6 separate regions of the Mus musculus genome follow, and all the other regions are linked to region 1. The links are chromatin contacts, called in public HiChIP or PLAC-seq and Micro-C maps. All regions are on one chromosome and are shown on one strand. Each heading gives the region's core, a stretch centred on a gene start, on an enhancer-like site or on the middle of the called end of the contact. The rest is flanking DNA. Distances are from core to core; before and after follow the strand shown.

The links. Hi-C and Micro-C count contacts between places; a contact is called where the count stands out from the background. HiChIP or PLAC-seq counts read pairs in DNA pulled down with a chosen protein or histone mark.
Region 2: a contact with region 1 is called in a Micro-C map of embryonic stem cells, with 4 times the contacts expected there. The contact joins the promoter of Fanci here to the promoter of Aen in region 1. A contact is called at or near these places in 2 of 39 promoter capture datasets (liver and pre-B cells), 3 of 484 Hi-C or Micro-C datasets (embryonic stem cells, muscle stem cells and regulatory T cells), 2 of 115 datasets of contacts at active chromatin or transcription factors (embryonic stem cells and forebrain) and 1 of 9 other capture datasets (liver).
Region 3: an H3K4me3 HiChIP or PLAC-seq map of embryonic forebrain shows a contact between it and region 1, with 4 times the contacts expected there. The contact joins the enhancer-like site here to the promoter of Aen in region 1. A contact is called at or near these places in 1 of 39 promoter capture datasets (the HPC-7 cell line), 13 of 115 datasets of contacts at active chromatin or transcription factors (the NIH/3T3 cell line, astrocytes, bone marrow-derived macrophages and 7 more) and 1 of 9 other capture datasets (liver).
Region 4: a FOXA1 HiChIP or PLAC-seq map of pancreatic cancer cells shows a contact between it and region 1. The contact joins the promoter of Abhd2 here to the promoter of Aen in region 1. A contact is called at or near these places in 7 of 39 promoter capture datasets (the C10 cell line, the HPC-7 cell line, embryonic stem cells and 2 more), 1 of 484 Hi-C or Micro-C datasets (regulatory T cells), 11 of 115 datasets of contacts at active chromatin or transcription factors (bone marrow-derived macrophages, embryonic basal ganglia, embryonic stem cells and 6 more) and 3 of 9 other capture datasets (adipose tissue, liver and macrophages).
Region 5: a FOXA1 HiChIP or PLAC-seq map of pancreatic cancer cells shows a contact between it and region 1. The contact joins the enhancer-like site here to the promoter of Aen in region 1. A contact is called at or near these places in 2 of 39 promoter capture datasets (the HPC-7 cell line and erythroid cells), 6 of 115 datasets of contacts at active chromatin or transcription factors (embryonic stem cells, forebrain, pancreatic cancer cells and 1 more) and 2 of 9 other capture datasets (adipose tissue and liver).
Region 6: an H3K4me3 HiChIP or PLAC-seq map of embryonic stem cells shows a contact between it and region 1, with 6 times the contacts expected there. The contact joins the enhancer-like site here to the promoter of Aen in region 1. A contact is called at or near these places in 4 of 115 datasets of contacts at active chromatin or transcription factors (embryonic limb bud, embryonic stem cells, extraembryonic endoderm stem cells and 1 more) and 2 of 9 other capture datasets (liver and pancreatic islet).

Annotation. Positions count from the first base shown.
Region 1 is chr7:78,894,374-78,897,434 of GRCm38.p6, forward strand. It overlaps Aen (apoptosis enhancing nuclease), which reads left to right and starts at 1,554. Exons shown (of 4, transcript NM_026531.5): 1 at 1,554-1,641. Gm39039 (a long non-coding RNA gene) reads right to left here and starts at 1,409. Exons shown (of 2, transcript XR_882236.1): 1 at 1,210-1,409.
Region 2 is chr7:79,390,721-79,393,781 of GRCm38.p6, forward strand. It overlaps Fanci (Fanconi anemia, complementation group I), which reads left to right and starts at 1,618. Exons shown (of 38, transcript NM_145946.2): 1 at 1,618-1,671. It also overlaps a transcript of Rlbp1 not described here.
Region 3 is chr7:79,361,936-79,364,996 of GRCm38.p6, forward strand. No RefSeq gene overlaps it. Among named protein-coding and RNA genes, the nearest start is that of Gm24224, 9.6 kb to the left of the region's middle. Within about 2 kb of position 1,651, at least 137 of the 459 cell types and tissues checked have an H3K27ac peak or open chromatin away from gene starts, as enhancers often do. A contact at or near this core is called in the HPC-7 cell line, astrocytes, embryonic forebrain and 3 more, where this site is marked.
Region 4 is chr7:79,271,692-79,274,752 of GRCm38.p6, forward strand. It overlaps Abhd2 (abhydrolase domain containing 2), which reads left to right and starts at 1,575. Exons shown (of 11, transcript NM_018811.6): 1 at 1,575-1,648. Gm31510 (predicted gene, 31510) reads right to left here and starts at 1,338. Exons shown (of 2, transcript NR_169073.1): 1 at 1,276-1,338; 2 at 1-166.
Region 5 is chr7:79,252,988-79,256,048 of GRCm38.p6, forward strand. No RefSeq gene overlaps it. Among named protein-coding and RNA genes, the nearest start is that of Gm39040, 6.9 kb to the left of the region's middle. Within about 2 kb of position 1,419, at least 45 of the 459 cell types and tissues checked have an H3K27ac peak or open chromatin away from gene starts, as enhancers often do. A contact at or near this core is called in liver and pancreatic cancer cells, where this site is marked.
Region 6 is chr7:79,221,746-79,224,806 of GRCm38.p6, forward strand. No RefSeq gene overlaps it. Among named protein-coding and RNA genes, the nearest start is that of Gm39040, 24 kb to the right of the region's middle. Within about 2 kb of position 1,461, at least 8 of the 459 cell types and tissues checked have an H3K27ac peak or open chromatin away from gene starts, as enhancers often do. A contact at or near this core is called in embryonic stem cells, where this site is marked.

The sequences.
Region 1 (3,061 bases), core at 304-2,803:
GGGCTGGGCTATAGATGTCTCCGCCATGGCTGAACATCCCACAGCCGCTCACTTGCAGCTTGACCAGTTGTGAGTGTCTGTGTTAGGGGCTACCCACCGCACAAAGAAACTTCTCTAATGAGGTCTGGGGCTGCACCAGCAGAATGTTTGAGTATACGGATTTTAAGGGCAGATTGATGCTGTCAGTTTAGCAAAATAGTAGATTTGCTTCTGGGGCCCATGAGCTCCTCCGGCTTTCCCTTTTTAAACTTACTTTTAAAAACCTGTTTTGTGTGTAAGTGTGTGTGTGCATGGAGGGGCAGGGGCTGAACACACATATGCAGGCTAAAGGACAACTTCAGGGACTTTCTTTCTTTCTTTCTTTCTTTCTTTTTTTTTGGTTTTTCGAGACAGGGTTTTTCTATGTAGCCCTGGCTGTCCTGGAACTCACTCTGTAGACCAGGCTGGCCTCGAATTCAGAATCTGCCTGCCTCTGCCTCCCATGTGCTGGGATTAAAGGCGTGGGCCACCACCGCCTGGCTCAGGGAGTTTCTTGTTGATTGGGGTATCTCGTTTCTGCCTACCCTAGCTGGCCAGAGAGCTCCAGTTAGTTTTTCTGTCTCCATATATCATCTAACTGTAGGAGTTACTGAGGTCACAGATAAATACCACTGCATCTGGCTCGCCTGCCCTCCCTCCGTCTTCTTCTTCCTCTGTCTCTCCCTCTCCCCCTCTCTACCTCTCTCCTCTGCGTAGCTTTGGCTATCTTGGAACTTGCTCTGTACACCAGTCTGTCCTGGAACTCGGAGATCTACCCGCCTCTGCCTCCGGAGTGCTGGGATCAAAGGTGTGTGCAACCACGCCCAGAGCTGCCTAGGCTAAGAAGGTTCAGGGATCAAATTCAGATTGTCAGGATTACAGAGAGAGCAAGCACCTTTTTTACCGCTGAGCAACTCTCCCATTCCTAAAAAAAAAAAATCACAAAGGAATACTTAAGATGAGTGTGGTGGCAAAACGCGTGATCCCAGCACTAGGGTGGCAGAGGCAAGAGGCTCATTCACAGCTAACACAGAAAAAGCGAGGACATTATGTGAACTTGACACTAGAAAAAAAAAAAAAAGAAAATGAGAGGACAGCTTGAGATCCTGTCTCAAAAAACAAAACAAAAAATAAACAAACAAAAAACCCAAATCAAATAAATATTGAAAAAGCAGTGCAGAAGAAGCAAACCTGATTTTTTTTCCCCCAAGTTTAACGAATACTGTATTATTTCACGGACTTCTCACAACCCCAAGCCTGGAGGGGCTGCAGTTCCCCGAGGCAGATCGGGATGTGCTCTTTGAGGCTTTAAGTCTTTGAAGGTTGCGGTTCACTAGGCGTCGGGTCAGAAACCGGACGTTCCATTCGGTTTTATGCTAACCTCCTAAACGCTGCCCTATCCCGGCGCAGGCCACGCCCTCTTCCTTCGGTAGCCCCACCCCTTCCAGTTGGCACACTTACTGAGGAGGAGCAGGATCAACCAATCAGAAGAGTCCTTAGGCGGGCGCTACGCCCCAGAGAACCAATAGACAGGTAGCCGAAGCCGGGCTTGTCCGGGCAAGGAGCTTCCGCACCCGGCAAGGGTTCCACGTGAAACCTGGGAAAGCGCGGCCGGGTTTTCAGGTGAGCTAGGGGACGGCCACAGGGAGTCCCGGGCCGCCCGTTTCTGTCGCCAGCCGCCTGTGGCTCTCGGGACGGGTTGGTTTGCAACTAGGCCGGGGCGCGGCCTCACGTGGTCCTGGCCGGACTCGGGGCCGGTGGGCCTCAGGGGACGGCGCGGACGTTGAGCGTCCTCTGGACGCCTCAGCTGGTGAGCGCGGACTGTCCTCGTACTTTTGTTTTGTTTTGTTTAAAATTGGTCTGGTAAGCTTTTGGGCAGCATCGGGGACCTTTATTGCGCCACCCTTTCTCAAACTGGGATGATTATCGCAATCGTGACTTGAGGGTGGGATCTCGGGTCCTAATCCCCAAACTTTGCCTTCTACCTAGAACGGTTGATGCCATCCGGTTACTTTGTGCTAGAACAGGGTCTCGACAGACAGACAGAGACCTGGGCATGGCAGGCAGGGCATGGCAGGTGGGGCCCTTATGACAGTGACGTTTCTGGCTTTGTAGCTTCTTGGGAGCCTTCTCATCTGGAATCCTCTTGGGTCAGGGACCCTCACTTGAAGGCCACGTGCCTACCATACTGACCAGAGTTAAGATATGGAATATTTGTACGTGGCCTTGTTGAAAGGACTGTGTCCTCTTCTCTCCAACTAAGCTGAGCTCCATTCAGGGCTGCAGGCTGTGGACGTTCTCTTTGTAATTGTTGGTTCTGACATGTTCACAGGGTGAGGGACTATAGGAAATGGCTGCTTTTTATCTCTTAACACAAATACAAAAGTACAGAGACTTTTTCTCAAGGGGACCTGATTTTAGCTTCTTTCAGACCTTGCCGGCAGGGACAGGAAAGTCTATGATCAGCAGGGTTAGCACAGGTCTTCTTAGCCAGATTTTCTCCCTTTGAGGTGTGGTTTGTGGAAATGAGGAGGTTGCTGACAACCTGTTTTTAAAAGAGGGGGTGCTATTTGGAGAGTGAACGAGCAAGCTGAGAGCCATTGAGTCAGCATGGGTCACTGGGCCTCCCCCTGGCTAAGTGGACCTTTACTCACACACATGCTGGCATCAGCAAACACAGGACTGGTCTTTCCTCCTATCTTACTGCTACTTACCCTGTGTCTTGATTAGGGGTTTACTGCTGTGAACAGACACCGTGACCAAGGCAACTGTTACAAGGACAACATTTAATTGGGGCTGGCTTACAGGTTCTGAGGTTCAGTCCATTATCATGGTGGGAGCATGGCAGCATCTAGGTAGGCATGGTGCAGAAGGAGCAGAGAGTTCTATATCTTCATCTAAAGGCAGATAGAAGACTGGCTTCCAGGCAGCTAGGATGAGAGTCTTAAAGCCCACGCCCACAGTGACACTCCTCTAACAAGGCTAGACCTCCTAATAGCGCCACTCCCTGGGCCAAGCATATACAAGCTTTCACACCTGTGAT
Region 2 (3,061 bases), core at 368-2,867, 500 kb after region 1:
TATCTCTCCCCTCGCTCTTTCTCTGTCTCTACTCCCTTCTCAACCCCCCTTCAACAGAATAAACTCTATGCTATACTAGACCTATGGCTGGTACCTTGCAGGGAAGGATGCCTTAGCGTGGGCCCACTGAGGTACCCTAACCCACTGCACCGTACCTCGCTCTTTAAAACATATTGTTGACTTTACAAAACACATCAAGGCCAATCACAGTTATGTCGCAAGTTAAAACCCAGCCTGGGCTAAGTGGGATCCTGACTAAGAAAACATAAGCAAAAAGTTAATGTTGCCGGGCGTGGTGGCGCACGCCTTTAATCCCAGCACTCGGGAGGCAGAGGCAGGCGGATTTCTGAGTTCGAGGCCAGCCTGGTCTACAAAGTGAGTTCCAGGACAACCAGAGCTATACAGAGAAACCCTGTCTCAAAAAACCAAAAAAAAAAAAAAACAACAACAACAAAAAAAAGTTAATGTTAATAAAAAAACAGGTAGCCAGGCAATGGTGGCACATGCCTTTAAACCCACCATTGGGAGGCAGTGGCAGGTGGATTTCTGAGTTCGAGGCCAGTCTGATCTACAAATTGAATTCCAGGACAGCTAGGGATATACAGAGAAACCCTGTCTCAAAACAAAACAAAAACCAAAAATTAATAAATAAAATAAATTAAAAACAGGTACTATGTTATTCATGTATCGGGGTAGACATTCATACAAACAATTTAATAAGTGTTATTAGATGCACACATGGAATGCTTATTTAATCTGTATAGATTGTTAACAGATTTACAGCTGAATGGTGCAGTCCTAGAAGGAGTTTGGAACTAGAAGGAGTTTGGAAGGAAGGTTTTGTGGGAAGATGGGATGAAGCCATCTGTTTCTTTAGTGAAGTAAAGGATTCCCCTCAGGGATCGCCCTCACCCTCAGCTGCTGGTTTTTAACAACTTCTCATATTTCAGTGTGGAGACCTAAATGTAGAAGAGTGATTCCCGAGAGGAATCCTTTGCTTCACTAAATAGTAATGCCTCTGCTTCTCCTCTACCATCCTAAGCACCTTCACATGCTTAGCTAGCCAGGAGCTTGTTGATTCTGGGCACTGTGCACAAGCTGCACCCTCAATCTAAAGTAGAATTTCGGTCCACTGCTTCATTGATCTTGACGGTGCACTCAGGTGGTTATTTACGAATGTATTGAACATTCACTGCTTCTGGGACGGACGGACACACACACTCACACTCACACTCACTCTCACTCACTCACTCACTCACTCACTCACTCACTCACTCACTCACTCACTCACTCACTCACTCACTCACTCATGCGGGCGCGCGCGAGGTGCTTCCGATGCAAAAGACCTGACCCTCCATCAATTGGTTCAATCTCTTCTGCACTGACTTCAACTACAGAGCTCTAAGAAAGCTTAACCCGGCCATACCATAACGCGCATGCTACTCTGAGGTTCCCCCCAAAGCGTGTGAGCCGGTTGCACCTCCCTCTCCCGCGAATTTGGGCCATCATCTCCGCAAAGATTCCCCCACTTTGTCATCTAAAATGGTACGCCCTACAGAGTTAGGAAGTCGGAAGTGCACCTCGGGGGCGGGACCTGTTGCTCTGGGCAACGGAAGTGCGGCTGCGTGGAGTAGAGCGGGAATTTTGGAAGGATCCCGAGCTGAGGTTGAGGTGACTGTTCAGGGTCTGTGCTTACAAGGAGGGAGGAAGTGGGACGGTGAGGACAGGCAGGGTCCCCTTGCGACGTGGCGTCCCGCCGTGCCTGGTTTCTGCGCAGGGGTCGGGGACATCAGCTTTGGCGGGTTTTTGCGAGGCTCGCTCCGTTCTGCCCTCCCTATTGGCCCTGCCCTGCAGTGTCAGCGCCTGCTTCTGGAGGGTCCCGCAGCCGGGTTTCGCGCGTGGAGCCCAGTGCCAGTGGGAAGAGAGGCCATTGACTTCGCATAGGATAGGCAGGATACTCAAGACGTGCACTGTCGAGCAGAACGGAGCTCCAAAAGCTAACGACCCCACCAGATGTTTTATTTAATTTCTCCATTTACATAGCGTTTATTTTAATATACAAAGCAATCACCCAGCCACCACTATAAGCACTTAGTATATTTTCGGCACCGTATATAGAAGTTAAGGTAGTAAAATCTACATTAGCTGCCTTATTTTATAGTTTCTGTTTCCTTTTAGTTTTGTTTTTGAGTCAGTGTCTTATATTGGCTACAGAGTGTGCCTGGTCATGTTTCCACCTGAGTGCTGGGATTACAGGAGAGCATCAACATGCTAGGTGTATACAAGTCTAGGGTTATGACGTCATCCAGCCCAGGGCGGCAGGCCTGCTAGGCAGTTCTACCGGCAGAGTTACGCCCTCTGGCCCACATCAGATATTTCTTATGTCCTTAATATAAGCTTGTTACTGTGCTCAAGATAACGATAAACCAAACTGGAAATACTCATGGAACTGTAGACCAGTGGGGGACCTAGCCATTAATTTAAAATGTAATATTAGAACTTGCCGGGGGAGGGAGGGGGGCTGGTGAGATGTCCCAGCAGTTAAGAGCATTGACTGTTCTTCCAGAGGTCCTGAGTTCAATTCCCGACAACCACCTGGTGGCTCACAACCATCTATAGGAGGATCTGATGCCCTCTTCAGGCAGGGGGATGTATATGCAGCAGAGCACTCATACATCAAATAAAATTGTTTAAAAAGTTAGTGACATTGTGGAAGGAATTTCACTGGTGTTTGTAGAGGAGGTAACACCGGAGCATCTGAGAGAGAGTGAGTTGAGCCGAGGTCTGAAGACTTTGTAGAAATTGAGAGCAAGGATGGGTATCTTTGTTTCAGATGAGAAATCGTTTATAAGGGTGTTGGGGATTTGAAGGACAGAAAACAATTTATTGTTCTTAGAAGAGTGATAAAATCAGAAACAGAATTAGCTCTGTGTACCTTTTCACGACCTCCGGCTTGGGTGGTGGTTACGTGCATAAGAACATCCTTGGTAGAGAAGGAGTGAAACCCAGCATGAAGCACCCCAGCTTCAGAGTGGCTTAGAGCTGTGGAGAAGCTCGCTGC
Region 3 (3,061 bases), core at 401-2,900, 470 kb after region 1:
TGGCACTTTATCCTTCATCCCTCAATTTGGAAGTGAATCCTTCTCTATCGATTTTTCCCTCCACCCTACCGCAGCCATAATCTAGAAGCCTCACACACAGTTCCTGTTTCCTGCCTTCATCCCTGAAGACTTTTAATGAGAGCAATAAGGTCACAGAGTCGAGTCACCGTCCCTGGAAGTGAGGGGCTCCCTTTGCTTGCCCGAGGCCATCTCTTCCCAAGTCCTGACAAAGCTTGGGTGCCCCCTTTTGTCATACTTAGGAGGAAGTGGGAGGTTGTCCTGGGAGCCTGGTCCAAGCAACAGGCCTGGAGGCCCACTGGGGAGAGGTGGAGCTGCCATACGCCTAGAGATCCAGGCCCTCCCTGGGGCTGGGGGAGGGGACGTGTACCAGCTGAAGCCTCCTTAGTGTGTCACTCTGAATGGCACTGGCATTCCATTTTGCTTCACATGAAATCAACTGAGGCTCTTTATTTAAGTTTTGGGCTCTCAGACATGGAAATGAGACCGTGACCGTGGCAGTCGGACAGGAAAATTCTTGTTTGGCCCTGAATGAGAGTACAGAGGCATGACTGTGGAGGTGCCAGCTTTGCCTAATGAATGGGAGGACAGCCCTCTATGTAGGTCGGCTGCTTTCCTTCCTCTGGGCTGCCTCGCTCTAGCGTTTAGAGAGTATTCTGTTTTTAAATCAAGGATATAAATTACATAGATGTAGACAATTCTGTGGCTGGAATAACATTAAGACCCAAGTGCGGAGTGCACCTATATTATTCCAGTTGTACTCCCTGCTTCCCAAATAATTGGAAACCATGGACTTCAGTCAAATTAGGATTACCTAGCATCAAAATGATGATCAAGACTGCCTAGTTAGCAGGGAAGCTTGCAGACTTGAACGCCCGTTCTTTCCTGCACCAACTTTGTGTCTTCCATGCCAGAGCAGAGTGAAGGTGGAAAACGTGTCAGTGTATCCCTCTCACGCCTGTGGTATCCTACACTCACAGGGAACCTTGGGATCTACTGAAACATTCCTCTAAGGGTGTCTTCCTTTATTCACATGGTGTTACAGAACCAGCGTCAGGAGACCTGGTTGCTCACCCCCACTGGCTCTGACTCATGCCGGACACACGGGCAAGTCACTTCACCTCTCTTGAACCTGTTACCTTGTTCTATAGCATCTCTGAGGCTGCTTCACTCACTTGTGAATCATTCTCTCCATCATTGTTAAGTGTGTCTGAAGTTGCACGTAGAAGGGAGTGAACCCTGACCCCTAAGCTCATCTTCATCTTAAGAGAGAGAAGGCGCGTGTGCATTCAACTTTTCCTAGTTAGGACACGAGGCAACATCCAAAACCCCGTCTCTGGCCTCTCTTCCTAGTCTTGACCGTCATGACCGTTTCCTTGCTATTCTGAGGGTAGTCTTGTGACTGTAGCGGGTGAGAGCCACAGTAATGAGGAGAGTGCCTCGGTCTTCAGTGTGACCAGGCTAAGGGTGGATGGTTGCCAAGCCAGAGGTCCTTCCTGGGCAGGCTCGCTCTGGCTCAGCTGAACCTTCTGGGTGGCTGAGCTTATCTGGCTGGCATCCGGATGAGAGCCCTCTTTGTAAGTGGCTGACTTGAGATAGAGTTTGCCAGGTCCGGAGATACAGAGCACGTGTTTATGTTTGCCCCGGAAGCAGGTGTTAGAGATGTGAGAGGCTTTTCTTTTCCTGTGGCCTTGATCCTGACTTGAGTGACAGTTTTAAAAGAAGGAGGAAGTGGGTGTGGGGGTGTGGAGACAGGACTTGTGGAGTTGAAGGAACCCCTGGGTTTTCTTCCTTTAGGCACATGAGAGAGTTCTTAGGAAGCATGTCACCTCAGCATCCTGTCACAGTATCATCTGGAATTGTTTTCTTTACCCACAAAGCCTTAACTTGCCTCTAGAAAATCCCCTGGTATGACAACATTGTGGCCTAAGAATTCAAACTCTTCTCCTATGAAAGTCTGAAGCAAAGCCACAGCCAAACCAGAGAATTTCCTCAGGTGGCCTGGAGGCTCCTATGACATCACCCCCACCTCTCACCCCAACAACATGAGTGATCTGGATCTAAGCCCCTCCACCCACCCGTCGTCTTGGCCTTACTCTCTTTCAAAGCCACATTAGATCACTCAAATGCTTCCAAAAGGGGCCTGCTTGGCATTTAGAGACCAAGCCATTGAGGGCCAAGTTTCTTCCACCTGTTAGCTAAGCAAAGGACAGTTGTCCCCTCTGCCTGGGGTCAATTTTCCCAAACTATGTTTATAGCTAAGGACACAGGAGCAGGCCCCTGCTGGCTAAGGAACCCCAACAGCATCCAGAGCAAAGGCTGCTCTGCTGGCCTTGCTGCCTCCAGGTGCTACAGCCCAGCATCCTCCTGAAGTGGTCCTTAGCAACAGGCTACAGAGTACAGCTTGCCAACTATCCCCAGACACCCAGAACACAGACAGCTGTCTCCTTTGGAAGAGTCTGTCTGCCATGTTTTCCAGCTGTTTTTTTCCTAGCGTATACATAGGTAGAGCTTTCACCAATGCCTAATAAAGAAGCTGAAATCAATTTCTAATTGGTAGATTAAGACTGACATGGCGAGGTTCAGAAAATTCACAACTTTTTACTAGACTCCTGTCAATTAGGAAATCTATAACTGGTCCCCATTAGCCAAGTAATCTTCTGTTGCCATAAATTGGGGACAGTCCATTTCTAGCGCCTATAGGATCACCCTTAGTCTCGGTGGGCATTCTGCCCCCCAGACCACAGACACAGAGCAGTCAACATCACCTGAAATCATTGCTGACCTCCTCGGTCCCCAGGGCCAACCGCCACTCTCCCAGGCTGCTCTCCTGAGGGAACCTGGTTCCTGGTGATAGGAGCTGGGCTCGCTTTGGTCTTCATTCTGGCCTCTTTAGTTTTCCTAAAGCACAAATCCATGTAGTGCCCTGTTACCTCTCCACACCCATTCCAGGTGACCTGGCTCTCTCCCGCAGCCTCAGGCAGACCTTCACTATACCTGAGTTTGCAACTTTTCCCCCACTGCCGCTGCCTTATTGACCAGG
Region 4 (3,061 bases), core at 325-2,824, 380 kb after region 1:
TATTGAGGAGAAACTTTATTGAGGTAACATGACAACTGGGGGAAAACCGAAGAGCAATGGAGCCTCTCCTCCTCTCTACTGTCCCACAGTTATGGGTGCTTTGAAAGGTCTGGGGTTCAATGCAGTTCCAAGAGTCTTTCCGTCCACACTCTGGGGTGTCCCATACCTTCAAAATGAGAAATGGGGGAGTCTGAGGGATATTTTAGAGGGACTTCTGGATCCGCACTAAGTAGCCTTCAAAGGCTGCTACTTGCTCACATTGCTTTGTTTGTTTGTGACAAGGCCTCATTGTGACAGAGGAGGACTCATTATGTAGCTTCAAAGTAAAGCAATCCTCCTGCCTCAGCTTCCTGCTGGAATAACAAACAGGAGACCGGTGCTGGCTCCTCCTCCTTGAGTTGGCTCATGCTTTCCTTGTCGGGGTCCGGAAATGTATTAAGAGAAAATTTAACATTGCTTCAAATCTAAATTCCTTCCTCTGGCTATGTGTTCCTTCTGTCTCCTGCCTCTTCTCTTGGAGCCACACTGCGTGCCTTGGCAGTGTGTCGGTGGCTGCCTCACTGGAGCTCCCTTTCGGGTTGTCAGTATTCTCTCCATCAGGCACGTGCCGTTGCGAACAGAGCCTCAGGTTCACAGAATGGTAGAACCCAGTCTAGGTGCATGGATGGAGAGGGTGAGTGATGAATAGCTAGTCTTGATAAACGCCCGTGGAACACCACGCACTGTACTGATCTTCTATCAGCAACCAGCACTTACCAAATATAGTCAGTGAGAACTCTAAAAGGCTAAAAGGCACGGCCAAGACTGCAGTCTGACTTCAAAGGTCACTTCTTCCAAGTGGCCTCCAACCACAAGGGCTGGTTAAAAGCTGAAAGATCATAGGGACTGTAACAGGTCCATAAAGTCCTGCATGTTCCCACCCACTTCCCTAGCTGAAAGAGGTCAAAGGCTGCTGCCTCCACCTCTTTGTCGCCTCCACCTCTTGCTTTCTGGTTTAGTGACTCACCACCTCTGCTCTACTAAGTTAGGACTCCACACTTCAAACACCTACGTCCTGAGCTACAGGTTCATCTTCCTGGGCACACCAGTGCTGAGAACCCCACGGCTGGGCTATCTCTTTCCCCAGTTCATCTCTATAAGACTCCGGACCTTTCTGCCCCAGAACTCAGAAAGCCATCACAATAGGCCCTCTCCTCTACTCCGTATCATCAACCATCAAACATAACCCATCCTTTAGCCGGCTCCCCTTATCCCGCCCCTCGGGGAGGACCTTACCCAATAGCATCTAGGCCCACTGGCTAAAGACATCAAAAGTAACCAATTATAGGAGAATTGCCCGCTAAGAATCTCCGCCTCCACCTTGAGGAGCAGTCCTACTGACCAATGGGCCACCATATAGACGCAACAAGCGCGATGAACAAATAGAGTGGCGGCTGGGTGATCCAATGGACACTGGGAGAGCCTTGCTTGGGGGCGTAGCAGAGGCGGTCGTCAGGGGCGTGGCGGCAGTTGCCTGGGCGGGGCCGGTAGCGGCGGGAGCTGCGCTGGCCAGGGGTTCCGGCTGTATTTCTATGAGCGCAGCCGGCAGCTGCGGAGCTGCGGGAACCGGACTCCGGGCGGGTTGGACTGCTGGAGTCAATGAGAGAAGGTAAGACCTCGGCTGGGCGAGTTCCACCAAACAGGGATCGCGCCTTGGATGCGTCGGGCCAGAACCCCGAGTTACCCGGTCCCCAGCGTGGCTCGGCCCATCGCGCCGCAGCTTGAGTGCTCCGGATCCGTGGGGACTGTTTGGGGGACTGTCACCTGGCACTGCGGGGATCTAGAGGGCCAGCTTGTCTGATGACGGGGCAGCCCAACCCATTGGTGGGATACGCCTTCCTAAAGGTCCTTTGTCCTCTCCTGCTCGAGGAACCGAGGTTGGGGACAAGGCCGACGGAGGCCTCCTGGCTGCCATCCCTCGCTCTGATCAATGCTGAAGTCTTGGTCCTGGGGGAGGTATCTGGCCGGCCAGACTCAGGGTAGAGAGTGCAGGATGCTGGAAACCTGAAAGGGCCTGACTACAAGCCCTTTCGATGGGCCGATGCATTTTGGGATCCCGGGGCTCACCTACGACCGATGGGTTCAAGTTGTAGGGAAGCAATTTTTGACCTACTTGGAGGCGCACTTTATTGAGCTTGTGGGGCAACTGTTCTAGGTGCTTCGTGGGCTTTCCCCACAAGATCTGTCCAGCAGCGCCCCGGGCTGCCTGCCAGGCCGAGCAGCCAGAGCATCGACCTTGGAAGTGCCTAGCCAGAGGCCAGATGATAGCCACCTGTCTGGGATGCTTAGGAAGGGGAGAATTGTATGAGCCATCTGTGAGGCCCTTCTCCATCCACCCATGCACTCTGAACAACATTTATTGACTGTATCGAGGATGGGACTTACCGGAGTTGGCTAGATTCCAAGGGGATGTTGAATACACCCATAATGATCTTTTTTGAGGTCTTAGCTCTCAAATGCATGTGTGCATGCCTGCGTACAAATGGAATAGATTATATTGAATGCTGAGTTAATCAAGTGGTTCACCTTAAGTGCGCAGTTGGGGGTTCCACTTTCTGGTTCCTCTTTTGTGGTGCCCTCACCTCCAGCTGGTCAAGTTTTACCTGGCCCAGAGGCAGGTTCCAAGAACAGGCTTGGGAGAGATTGCAGGATTGGCAGAGTCAACATGATCTGTGCCCAGAGCTTTTCAAGGACCATTGGGTTACAGTCACACTAAGCAGAATGCATTTCCCCTCCTCACTGCCTCCCCTCATTTGCTTGACTAGGAAGGACATAATCCTCTGAAGGTCGGGAAGCAGAAGAAATAATTATAACCCGCTTTACCCAGGTGAAGATAAATGAAGCTTTGTCCGGGTAGGCAGCCAAAAGCAGCTCAGTCCACGCTGCTGGCGGTCAGCATGATATTTAGAAGCCAAAAGGCTGATGCTCATCTAACTCTTCCCCCTTATTGTACGGATGAAGAAACCTAAGGCCTGGGGTAGTCACAGCTGGCTGGTCATCACAGGGTCAGGACTAAGAGTTG
Region 5 (3,061 bases), core at 169-2,668, 360 kb after region 1:
TGGGATCCCACTGCAGATGGTTGTGAGCCACCATATGGTTGCTGGGAATTGAACTCAGGACCTCTAGGAAGAGCAATCAGTGCTCTTAACCATCTCTCCAGCCTTTATTTAGGGGTTTTAAAATTGGTGTTGAGACCAAGTTTCACTATGAAGCCTGGCCTGAGACTCACAATCCTCCTGCAGAATTGCAGGCCTGTGCCACCATGCCCCATCAGTGCCTCTTAGAACTCTGAGAAGCATAGAGTCTATGTTAATTAACTAGAGTGCTCATAAGAAACACTTGGTTCTTTACACATTTTTATTGAATAAACTCGTCAGTGATGCAGCCTTCATGAATCCATGCTGAGGAGTGAGCCACACATGAGAAGGTGGAGTGTAGGTTTGGGGGTCAATAACATAAAAAGCCATGTTTGTGCATCTTCAGATCATGGGAGCCTTCTGCTGCTTCCATCTTCTCCCATAAGGACCACTATCCTGAACTTGTGTTAGCATACTTTTCTCTATGATTTTATCATATGAGAATATCCCCTGTTCCATCTCGAATTCCATCTGGAAGGAATCTGTAGGAGAGGCAGAGGGCACTCCAGGATCCCAGTCTGCCTTGTTCCACCCTAGGCTCCTACCGCGACGCTCTTCTCATCGTAGGCCCATGGTCCATAGACTGGAACCTCCAAACCGTGAGCCAAAATAAACCCTTCCTATTTATAATTTTATTGTTTCAGACATTTCATTACAGTGCAGGAAGACTATAACCACACCCCTCGCTCCCCTTCTGTGGTTGTCAGCAAGCCTTGGCATTGTTGGGTTTGTAGATACCTCACCCTGCTCTACATGATCACTTGGCATCTCCCCTTGTCTCAGTTTCTACATCAGTGTCGACATTCAAATCTTCTTTTCTTCTTTTATTTTTTTAAAAGGATCATTTATTATATTTTATGCATGTGAGTACACTGTCTTCACCAAAAGAGGGCATGGGATCCCGTTACAGATGATTGTGAGCTACCATGTGGTTGCTGGGAATTGAACTCAGGACCTCTAGGAAGAGCAGTCAGTGTTCTTAGCCACTGAGCCATGTCTCCAGCCCCTCATCTTCTTTTAAAGACATTCATCTTTCACTGAAGGCCTGTGATCCCAAGCCAGCAAGACTATAGCTTAATTTATCATCGATTGCAATGGTTCTATCCCAAAATGATCAAGATACAATCTTTTTAAAATGGGATACAATTCAACCACAGGCATCTTTATCTCCAAGCCCTCCTCCTGCCCTGTCTCCTGGAGGCAATCAAGAGGATAGCTCCCTGCTCACAAACAAATGGCAGGTACTAGAGGCTTTTCCCAAGCCAAAGAGAGAGCAAAAGCACAAAGGCACATTGCACTGCACATGAGCCTTGGCAGGGAATGGAGCCCTGTGGGATGGAGCCAAGGAGCTGTGGGCTACCAGGGTGGCTGAGGCAGCCTGTGCTGAGACAGTTTGCTCTGGTGTCCTCAGTTGAGCCCTGAGCACACTGATATGATAGCACAACTATATTAGTCATCGCTCTCCTCCAGACACCATACTATCTGAGAAACATGAGTATGTTCTGATGTCACTGTGTTTACAGCAATTAGGGTTGGAATAAACAAAGAAGCAAAAAGGTTAGAAGCTCGTGACTTTCCACTCTAACACCAGAGGGTGGAGTTTAGAGGGTGGAGGGCGGAGGGTGGAGGGTGGAGGATGGTATCTGCACAGGGCCCTACAGCAGCTGAGCCTAACACTCCCCCTAAAAGCCCCATCATTTACTGTCCAAGCTCTTCTGTTTGACCTCTGGAAGGTGGCACATCATAGAATAGAGGGATCTCAGGGTCTGTCTCTTCATAAATACTCAGCAATTGTGTGACAAATGAAAGAATTCTTCAGCAAATGGATAAACACGTAAATGAAAGAAACTCCCATGGGATTCTTCACCCACAAATTCTGTGTGTGTGTGTGTGTGTGTGTGTGTGTGTGTGCGTGTGCACGCACATGTACAGATATGCATACATGCGTGAGTGCTTGCATGTACAGAAGCGATCCATGACTTCAGATGGTCATATTTGTCTTTCTTAGAGAGGGTCTCATTATATATCTTAGGCTGTCCTGGAGCTAACGATCCTCCTGCCTCCACCTCCCAAGAGCTGGGATCATGTAGCAACCAACCCACTCTCCTGGGGAGTCTCCCTTGGACTAACTGGAGAGCCTGAATCTTTGTGGTGGGCTTCTTTCGGAGTACCACGTGCACGTTTGGCTTCTCATGTTCTACACTGACCGTGGTTTGTCAGAACATGGATGGACTCACCTGTGCGGGTCTAATGGGCACAGGTCAAACTCTCTTGATAACAAACTACATAAAACTTAGGTCCCATGAAATCCATTTGATCTGCTGAAGGGCTCAGGTCAGAAAGTCAAACAAGAACTAGAAAGGGTGGTTAACTTTTGCCCCAAGCCAAGACTGACTCAGCAGCGGGGGCTACAGTCATCTGCAGGCATCTTCACCCACATGTCTGCTGGCTTGGCTGAAGCCCCAGCTGGGCTGTCAGCCCAAACACCTACTCCTAGTCTCCGCATGTGGCCTCTCCACACGGGCTAGTTTGGGTTCCTTCAAACCAGCTGGTAGCTAGGATCCAAGAAAAGTTTCCCACAAACGTAAGCGCAAGCACCCAGAATTGTTATGATTGTGCCTGGGAAATCCCAGGGCAGCACACTACACCATACTGTACGTCTCAGGGCAGCCACACAGATCGCCAGGTTCAGGGTCCTGGGGACTCGGCAAGAGTCCAGGACATGAAGACACATGTGTGTTCCTCCCACCACTGGAGAGATGGCCCAGTGGTTAAGAGCATCTGCTACTCTTTTAGAGGATCTGTATTCAGTTGCCAGTATGAACATCAAGTAGCGCACGGCTGCCTTTACCTCCAGTTCTAGGGGATCCGACGCCCTCATGTGGTCACTACGGGCACTACATGTGTGTGATGCGCATAACAGATTGCAGGCACACACATATACACAGGAAATTAAAATAAAACTTTTTTAATTGTGTCACTC
Region 6 (3,061 bases), core at 211-2,710, 330 kb after region 1:
ACACCTGCAATGCTAGCACAGGGGAGGCAGAGATGGGTAGGTGGGCATCAGCAAGGTCAAGGCCAGCCTGATCTCCAGAGGGAGTACCAGCCAGGGCTGGGTAGCAAGACCATGACCCCTCAAAATTTTTAAAAGATATTTATTTATTTACAATTATTTATATGTATGTGTGTTTGCCTTTGTGAGCATGTGTGCACCTTGTAGGTATAGGAACCCTCAAAGGTCAGAAGCCATTTTCTTTTTATCATATTAACATACAGGTGATTGTGAACCACAATGTGGGTGCCAGAAACCAAACTCAAACCCCTTTGCAAGAGCAGCAAGTGCTCTCGCCCTCTGAGCCATCTCTCCAAGCTCTCCCCACCATCCCAGTTTTTATTTTAAATTGACTGTGTTTTATACGATAGAATTTGCATAGCCCAAAATAAAATTTAAGACAATTTCATTTAAGGTGGCATCAAAAAATTAGATTTTTTTCATATTTTAGACGAGGTCTCACTTTGTAGTCCTGACTAGCCTGAAGGTTGGCTTTGGGATTGTCCTGCCTATGCCACCAAAGTGCTGGAATAAAGGCTTGTGCCACCACAGTCAGCAGGAATTACTTCCAATGACAAAATGTAAAATGCTCTAGGAGCCAGGGAGATGGCTCAGTGAGTAAACCTGTCTGCTGCCAAGCTTAAGGACCTGAGTTCAAGCCTTGGGACTTACACAAGCAAAGACTTTTTAAAAATGTGCCATAAAAGACCAAGTATATGGAAAGATATCCTCTGTTCATAGATCAGAAGACTTCCTTGGAGAACACCTTTTGTTTGGGTTTGCTGTGGTGATGGTAGTAGTGATGATGATCGTGGTGGTGGTGGTGATGAAGGTGGTGTTAATGGGCTTGTTATTGCTGCTGTTTTGGGTTGGGCCCTGCTAATCAAGGTCCAAGTTTTGTCTGGACAGCTCTCTTGAGCTTGGTACAAAATGGAGAACTACCTTTACCAGCAGGGCTTCTCCTTCTCTGACCTTGTCTGGCGAGCTCCTAACCCCTACCCTCTCTACCTGCAGAATGTCACGTAGCCTTGGCGAGATTATAGGTTCAGTTTCCTTCCCAATGAGAACCTGCCACCTGGAATTCCTGGAATGCCTCTCGATACAAACGAGGCATTATTCCATACCCTAAACTGTAGTCAACGATATTAACCCACCCACCTAGAAATCCCTTGCCCTTTTCCCAAAACTATATAACCCTTGATTCATCCCGACTGAAGTTGAGCTGCCCCTCTGAAGGCGATCCTGGAAGCAGTCATTTCTGTCCTACTCCCAGGTCATCTGAAACCCTGGTAGTCAATTCTGCTCCCTTTGTCTTCTTGGGGCAGTGGAGAAGGGAGAAGGGAGAAGGGAGGAGCACAGTTTTGCTCTGTCTTTGTTTTGGAATTTGGTCTTGTATGGGTCGGGAGGGGCCTTGAACTCCTTACCTAGCTAAGGGTGACCTTGAACTTCTGATCCTCTTGAGCACTGGAATTACAGAGGTGCCACCATGAGCAGTCTTAGGTGGTGCTGGGTATTAAACCTAGGACTTTGAGCAATGTGAACAAGTAATCTCTACTAGTTAAGCTACACCCCATCCCAGAGGCTTGCCTTGTTAAGATGCCAGTGCTGCTCAAATTAATGTTCAAATTCAATACAACATGCCTTAGTTTATCTTGTGTTGCTACAACAAAATACCCAAGTCTGGGTAGTTTATAAGTCAAGAAATTTATTTTTCTCTTAATTCAGGTATTAACAGTTCTCAAGAGTATGTCATTGGCATCCAGGTAAGTGAATCCTGGTTGCATCACAAGATGGGTGTCTTGGTTAGGGTTTTACTGCTGTGAACAGACACCATGACCAAGGTAACTCTCATAAGGACAACATTTAATTGGGGATGGCTCACAGGCTCAGAAGTTCTGTCCATTCTTATCAAGGCGGGAACATGGCAGTATCCAGGCAGGCATGGTGCAGGAAGGTCCTGAGACCTTACACCAGGATTCCAGCTTCCTGCTTTATGAAACTTGACAAGCAGACCCAAACATTTACATGCCCACATAAAAATAAAATCTGAAATAGCTAAAACAATTTTGAAAAAGAAGAAGAAAGAGGGAGGGTGCATATTTTCTGATTTTTAAAATATATTACAAATCTACGGGCTGGCCCAATGGCTGGGCAGGTAAAAGGCGTTTGTCTTCAGATTTGTAACCTGAGTTCCACAGGGACATTCAAGGAAGGAGAGAGACAGCTCCTGTACACTGTCTTGTGACCTCAAAGGGGCACCGTGAAATGCATGTATCCATACCACACTATATTATAAAAGAATACATTTAAAAAGTGGTGTTATAAAAAACAGAAAAGACAATCCACGGGATAGAAGAAAATAGTTTTACATCGTGTGTCTAAAAAGAATCTAATATTGTATAAGGAACTCATCATTCAATGACAATAAAATAATTCTGTGTAAAAGTAGACAACGTGGGGCTGGAGAGATGGCTCAGCGGGTAAGAGCACTGGCCAGAGAACTGGATTCAATTCCCAGTACCCACACGTGGCTCAAAACCATCTGCCAAAATTCCAATTCCAGGGGATCCACCATCTTCTCCTGGCCTCCGTGAGTATACACACACGCAGATAAAAACATGTACACAAAATAAAGTACTATTTTGTGATTTTAAAATGGACCCTGGTTTCGAAAAGCTATTTATCACAGAACAAAATACAAATAGCAATCCACACAGACACAGCAGAGACGTCCCAGGTCAGTCACTGAGGAAAGAGAAGTCAGTCACACCCTGTGAATGGTTCCAAGCAAAAAGACAGGTGTCTTCCTAGGGTTTCTATTGCTGTGATAAAACACCATGATCAAAAACAACCTGGGCAGGAAAGGGTTTATTTCAGCTTACAATTCCACACCACAGACCATCACTGAGGGAAGTCAGGGCAGGAACTCAGACAAGAGCTGATTCAGAGACCATGGAGGAACACTGCTTACCGCCTTGCTCCACATGGTTTGCTCAGCCTGCTTTCTTATACCATCCAAGACCAC